Linked DNA regions of Mus musculus: region 2 is linked to region 1. The links are chromatin contacts, called in public ChIA-PET maps. All regions are on one chromosome and are shown on one strand. Each heading gives the region's core, a stretch centred on a gene start, on an enhancer-like site or on the middle of the called end of the contact. The rest is flanking DNA. Distances are from core to core; before and after follow the strand shown.

The links. ChIA-PET counts read pairs in DNA pulled down with a chosen protein or histone mark.
Region 2: an RNA polymerase II ChIA-PET map of memory CD8 T cells shows a contact between it and region 1, with 7 read pairs. The contact joins two enhancer-like sites.

What each region holds. Positions count from the first base shown.
Region 1 is chr12:25,348,983-25,352,191 of GRCm38.p6, reverse strand. No RefSeq gene overlaps it. Among named protein-coding and RNA genes, the nearest start is that of Gm36723, 5.3 kb to the left of the region's middle. Within about 2 kb of position 1,286, at least 10 of the 459 cell types and tissues checked have an H3K27ac peak or open chromatin away from gene starts, as enhancers often do. A contact at or near this core is called in memory CD8 T cells, where this site is marked.
Region 2 is chr12:25,862,958-25,866,399 of GRCm38.p6, reverse strand. No RefSeq gene overlaps it. Among named protein-coding and RNA genes, the nearest start is that of Gm29835, 110 kb to the left of the region's middle. Within about 2 kb of position 2,084, at least 27 of the 459 cell types and tissues checked have an H3K27ac peak or open chromatin away from gene starts, as enhancers often do. A contact at or near this core is called in memory CD8 T cells, where this site is marked.

The DNA.
Region 1 (3,209 bases), core at 37-2,536:
AACTTCCAGGTAGGGTACTGTCAGTTTAGACAGTGGGGACTTTGGCTGAGGCGCAAGTGTCACTGGTCAGATGCTGCAGATTCGAATGGAGAGACACCCTCTGCCATCCTCAGTCCTATAGGGACATCTTCCTGACAGTATCTCAGCTGCCTCTTCCCAACTCCCATCACTTCGCCCAAGGCATTAGTCATAGCTCAAAGGCCAGAGAACAGATGAAAAAGATGAAAGAAACCTCTCTGGGGAGAACTCTCTGCCATAACTCCCCACATAGACCTGGGGTGTATCTCTGAGTCCCTTAGGTCCAGCCTGGTTTTTACAAGCTCCCCCCACTGAGCGGCACCTGTGAACACTCACAGCCCCCTGTAGCCTCTGTTTAGTGGTGGGAACGGTGTTGATCAAAGCAGAGGCCTTCTCCTCTTGATCTTATTCACTGGTGTCAGGAGCAGGAGAGACCCAGAGAACTGATAACTACTTAACTGTGCCAGGCAGAAACCACCACGAAGGTGCCAACTAGGGAAATGAGGGTAGGGTTGGGAAGGACCTCTCTAAGAAAAATGTCTCAGAAATACACATATAAGGTGGTGACATATTAGCATATTAGACCAAAGTCAGGGTCAAACAGTGGATGTAGATGGAAGAGTAGCCGAGAGCCGGTGTGGCTACAAAGAGAAGTAAAGCGTGCAACAAACAGGGATTCTGACCACAGCTCATACTTCAGGCTGCTCTGAGTCAGCTTGTGTGCTTCTAAGCCTGGGGTTCCTGAACACTGCCCCACTGTACTCAACAATCTCCATAGCCCTCAATATGGAGACACAAGATCCCTAGATACTCCTCTATGTCCTATGACTTCAGATCCCATGGGTCAGAAGTAACAAAGCAGACTGGGCCAACCTCTTCCACTTGAAGCCATACTTCCTCAAAGGGTTCACAGCCCATGTAAAGCTGGATAAAGGAAACCCTCTCTTTCTCTCATAGCCCACAATGGGACTTGAAGAAAAAAAAGGCCACTTTCTATCATGGGAAGAAGAGTCCAGCACCACTGTGTCTTCTCCTCTCCCCAGGCTCCTTCGCATAGAGCCTGAGGATGGGTGTGGTAGGTAGCAGGTGGGATTGGGTTTGTGGACGGTATTCAACCTCAATTTCTAGAACTCCGTTGAAAGTATGGGCGTACTTCATACTTTGAGTGTTCAGCCATGGCTCCTGGTTGTAGAAGAAAGGCTCTCCTCCTGCTCTGACTCCAAATGAAACCTGCACGTGTTCTGAGGTAGACTTGTTAACAACCTTGGTAAAATGTAGCTTCCAGGAAGCCACCGCATCCTCTCAAAGAACAGAGCTTGGGCCTAGGGTTTGTGTAATTCTCAATTTGGCTGCCGCCATAACCAGGTCTCCTTATGGGTCCTATATTTATTTACTCTTCCCAGGTGCCTGGTATGAGACATATTGGCATGTTCTTTGAAAGATGGGCCTTGGGCATGGGGGTCAGAGGTCATCAATGACAAAGCAGACAGGGCCACACTCTTCCACTTGAAGCAGCACTTCCTCCAAGGGTCCATGGCATGTAGAATGAGTCCTGGAAGTGGAGAATGAATCAGGTTTTCCACAATCAGCTTCACCAGTTACTCCATGTAGGCCGTCAGAGGGGTGACAGGTGCCACTATCAAAATATGTCATTATGAGCATCATAACATTGAGCTGACAGTGGACATGCAAGGTTTGTATCAAAATCTGGGAGGATTTTTTATAGAATGATCAAAAATTCATGCACTTCTGTTGAGACCCCATTTCTCATATGTGGTTAGAAGGCATGTCATTTGGGGCATCCCAAAACTTCTCTGAGTGGGCTTTGGAGCAGGGAGCTCCAATCTATAAATCATTGCCTGTTGGGCACTTACCTTTGCAAACACTACACCAGGCTCTCAAGGCCAGCGATGGCTCTGGAAGCCCTGGATGACATGAAATCTGTCCTTCTGAGGGTTTCTCTGAGTGGGACCCAACCTGAGTCTGGAAAGTCTTGCTAAGGAAAATGACAGGGTTCATAAGATCTGACATTGCATGTTGTCTGTATGTCAGGCACTCATTCAAAGACAAACAATAGTGCATTGTTCCCTTGCCCTTCTGACAAGATGCAGATAAGGAAACTGAGGCACAGACCCGAACAGAAGACAGTGACAAAGTGGAGTTATGCACCTGTCTGAACTCCTCCCAGCCTCTAGAGATGATCCTCCCCTCCCTCCTCCCTCCAGACAGGCATGAGAAATGTAACATAATATCTAGAAATCAGAATCTCTCAAGTATTCACTTGTGGTTCAGTTTTACTCCATCTGTCTTACTGCACCACTTCTTTGGGGAGTGCCACACAAGGGCAGGGACCGTGCAGTCACACAAAACAAATAGCCCACGTTTGCAAGAGCCAAAAATTGCTTTGCCTAGTAAAGCGTGACTTTAATAAGCGTTAGATGTTGCAGTCACATAATTTACAGTGGGCTTTTTTCTAATAGTGCCATTTTGAACAGCTGAAGCCCTGGCAAAATGTCTAAGACGTAATTTCCGTTGGAGAAACGGCTTTCTTTTCTGCAAATGGTCTCTAAGTGAGAAAATTATTTGAATCAATTATTTGACACTGGACACAAAGTGCTGGCCTATAAAATGGATTTTTAGAAGGAAGAGGGTTGGAGGGGGGAACAAACTATGAGAAGTGACTGATGAAAGAATCTCTTGGTCCCAGCAATAAAGTCACCCCACATGTTCTATGTTCCCCAGTGTGTGCTCCCCAACTTGCTTTAGTTTAGCCACCAAGCCCAAGTCTCTAGCAGATGTTGTTTACCCATTGTCCTAGTTAAGGTTGTGATGAAACACTGTGACAAAAACAACTTGAGGAGTAAAGGGATCATGTTATATACACTTTCAACTCACTGATCATAATGGAAAGAAGTCAGGACAGGAACTCAAACAGGGCAGGAACCTGGAGGCAGGAGCTAATGCAGAGGCCATAAAAGAGTACTGCTTACTGGCTTGCTCCCCATGAATTGCTCAGCCTGCTTTCTTATAGAACCCAGAACCGCCAACCCAGGGATGGCCCCGCCCATAATGGTCTGGGTCCCATCAATCACTAGTTGAGGAAATGCTCTACAGCCAGAGTGTATGGATGCATTTCCTCCTTTCAGATGACTCTAGCTTGTGTCACATTGAAAGAAAACTCACCAGCACAC
Region 2 (3,442 bases), core at 835-3,334, 510 kb before region 1:
GGTAGATAAGTGAGGCATCTGCACACAGGACTTCGAGTTGCCAGTGTGCAAATCAGCTTCACATGCACTGAGGCTATTGGCCAAGAAATATTCCAAGTACTGATAGTCCCTGAAGGGGGAATTCAAACTCTACCCTGTGATTGCCATTTGTGTGAGACAAGACTCAAATTTAGACCAATGGAGAAAGAGTTAACTGAGTGTTGGCCCATCTGTTGATCTACTTAGCTGTGTATTAGAAATATTGCTGACAATAACCACAGAATGGAGACACATCAAATCGTTTGGTGAAGTTAACACTGACTCATGGGCCAAAGATAGTTCAAAGACTGTATTTGTCTACGTCTTTGAATTTTTTATACTAAGCAAGTCTTGCTTTTATGAACTGAAAAACAATCAGACTTAGGAATGACATGAACTGCTTCAGAGGAGAGCATGCAAGGTTTGGTCTAGAAAGACCCAGAACAGTGTTGTTCTGAGTCTCTGTCACCTGTTGGGCGATGTTGGTCTTCTGCAGTATGCATTCTTATATCTCTTAAACAGCGCAGGTATTTACAGGGGTGCAGTGAAGACTGGAATTTAACGTTTCTCATGCATAACTCAAGCTCATTTTCATCACCCACAATCCATCTAAATGGTACCCAGCAATGTGATAGAAGACCCGAGTAAATTCTTGTTCAGCTTCATTAACTCCATGAGAAAGCCTCTATGTGTATCCCCCACCTGGTGTGGGTCAAGTCAATAGAAGGCTGCCCAGCCTTTTGAACAAAGATATGCTCCCGTGTGCACTCTTGGGATTCTCCCATGCATCTGTTAGAAAGGATGGGGAGTATAAGTCTGCCAAAAACCTCACCATCTACAGTACCAACCTGAGTTACTCAGAAAAAAATTTAAAGTGGATAGTGTTTGTAAGCTCACCCCCACCTGGAGTCCCCCGGGGGCACTGAGTTGGAGAAGTGGGGCTGAGCTGTAAGAGCAAGACTGAGAATCATGGCAGCCCCTCTGACTGCATACCACACAGCGACTCCCCAGGATGCAAAGGCAGCAACCAAACAGCACAAATTGGAAAGAGGAAAAAAAGTGTGAAATCTGCTCTGGGCCATCAGAGGAGGCTGATGTAATCCGGGTTGACTCCAGGGACAGTAATGGTGCCAGCTATGGAGGCCACATGGCTTCTAATGAGGCCAGGCCCAGTTGCAGCTCAGAAGAGTGGGTGAGCAAGCCAAATCTCACCCAAGGACAGAAGCAGCCCTGACAGCTGGTGAGTGAATTAACTTCAGGCAAACCAAGTGGACCCAGGTGGTGGGACATTTCGAATCTTTCCCTTCTGGTGGAAACAGAACAAAACATTGCATGGAACACAGCCACCATGGCCTTTTTTAAAATTTTTCCTTTGATTTCTTCTGACAGATTTCTTGGAGGAGGGGGCAAATAAGAGGGAATAGCTCTAAGACCCACCCGGACAGACATCAGTGACATGGCAGTGCTAAAGGTTGCTTAGAAAGGGCTATTTGAGAGATGGAGCATCCCTACTGAGTGAGATCAAGGCAGTGTCCAACATGGTTGAAGGACACCTTGTCAGATGACTTAACTCTTGAGGAGAAGGACCGCCATGGATGGTAATCAGTGCTCCTAAATTGCTGACCCCAGGCATTTGCACAGACGACTTTTTTCCCCTCCATTTTCATAACTAAATGGCTGTCTTCCCTCCCTGAGCTTCTCACCCTAGAAGTGCCCTGCAGGGGCTGCCATTCTTAAGTTGGGTAGACACCTACTTCCTACAGAATTCAGCCAATAGGCTGAGCCTGGTAGTTTGAAAGCCATCCTGCCACCTGGTGGTTGTATCCCTAAATTGCAAGGGCAGGTCTCTAAAGACGTGAATTTATAAAATAAAAAACATTAAACCATTTTGACAAATGTCAGAGAGACATGAGCATTTCAAAAGGATGGGCAAAATAAAAAATAAGCATATGTTGTGAAAGAAAATAGCCTCACTGATGAGAAAGAGACCAAATCAAACGTGAGTGGGCAGACAGGAAACACAGAAAGCGAACACAGCACTGGGTGTGGGCAAGAGACACCCAGCCCCCCTGATTCTGGTTATTCCAGGAAGATCTGTCACATTGCCGAGGCTGAGGTTAGCATGGTTCCTACACAGCCTGAGGAGGCAAAAGGTTATGACAGCATTTTGGGCCTCTGCATGATAGATAGTACAGAGACCTCTTTATTAGAATGTCAGTACGCCTAGTTTCCTTTTATTTCTTTATCTCACATTTATTTGTTTATCTTTTTTTTCTGTCACCAGTTGTGCCCTGTGTTTAGATCACAGACTGCACATGCAAGTCAAAGTCACCAGGGAGAGGCAAAAGAAAACTAAGTGAGAAAATGCCCAGAGAATCCAGAGCAGCAACAGAGCAAGCCTAAGCTTCGATGAGAACAGGGATAGCCCAGCTCACTTCCAGGGCAGGTCTCACAGGAAGCAGCATCTTACCAACAGTGTCTTGATGGCGGCAAGGGGAGGGGAGGAATAACAGGATGGAACAGGAACATGGTGAGAAAGTGGGATGAGACATCGATTGTTAAAGCAGAGAGAATATAAAATAAAGGGAGTTAGAGCAGGGCAAACAGCAAAATAGAGTGGTGTACGCTTTTAGTGCCTGCATTTGTCAGGCAGAGGCAGGAGAAACTCTGAGTTTGACGAAAGCTTGGTGTCCATCACAAGTTTCAGAATGGGAAGAGTAAGCACTTAAAACTCCAGACTCCGGAAGGGGAGGCAAGTAGGCTGACCACTGGAGGTCACTGGTCGGCCATCCTAGTCTACTTGGCAGGCTGTGAGAGACCCTGTCCCAAAACAGTCAGGGGTCAGGAATTAGAGGACACTTGATAAAGGACACAACTCACTCACATGAAAACACATGCACACGTACACACATGAGAAGGGGTCCATCCTTGAAAATGCCAGAAAGAAAATATTTCACGTAGAGAGGGGGCTGAGGCCTGCAAAGGCTCACAGTAACCAAAGGACACAGGGACTTTGAAGTTCACCCTGACAAATCTGGAATCTCACTGGAGAATTTTAAACAAGAGAGCATCAGCTACCTGGAACACACAGATAACGACTGTAAAGATCACTCCTGGGGCCCTGAGAATTTCAGAGGCTCTGACTGTAAAACCCAGAGAGGCCTTCTGAAAAGCCACTGTGGCTCTTCAGGAGGAAGGCATCTCCAGAGCTCTTCAATGCCAGGCATCTACCATTGGTTTGGGGCATTTAGCTAACATATGCAGGTCATGTGAGGGGTTCCCATGGTACACACAAATGCTGGTGAAAACCTGAAGTTGACTTTCTGACTTCCTGGTGACCATTTTAGCACCATCACAATGAAAAGACACAATGCAATCCATTTGGGGATAATCACTATAGAGTGTTTTAATCCCCTAGGCATGA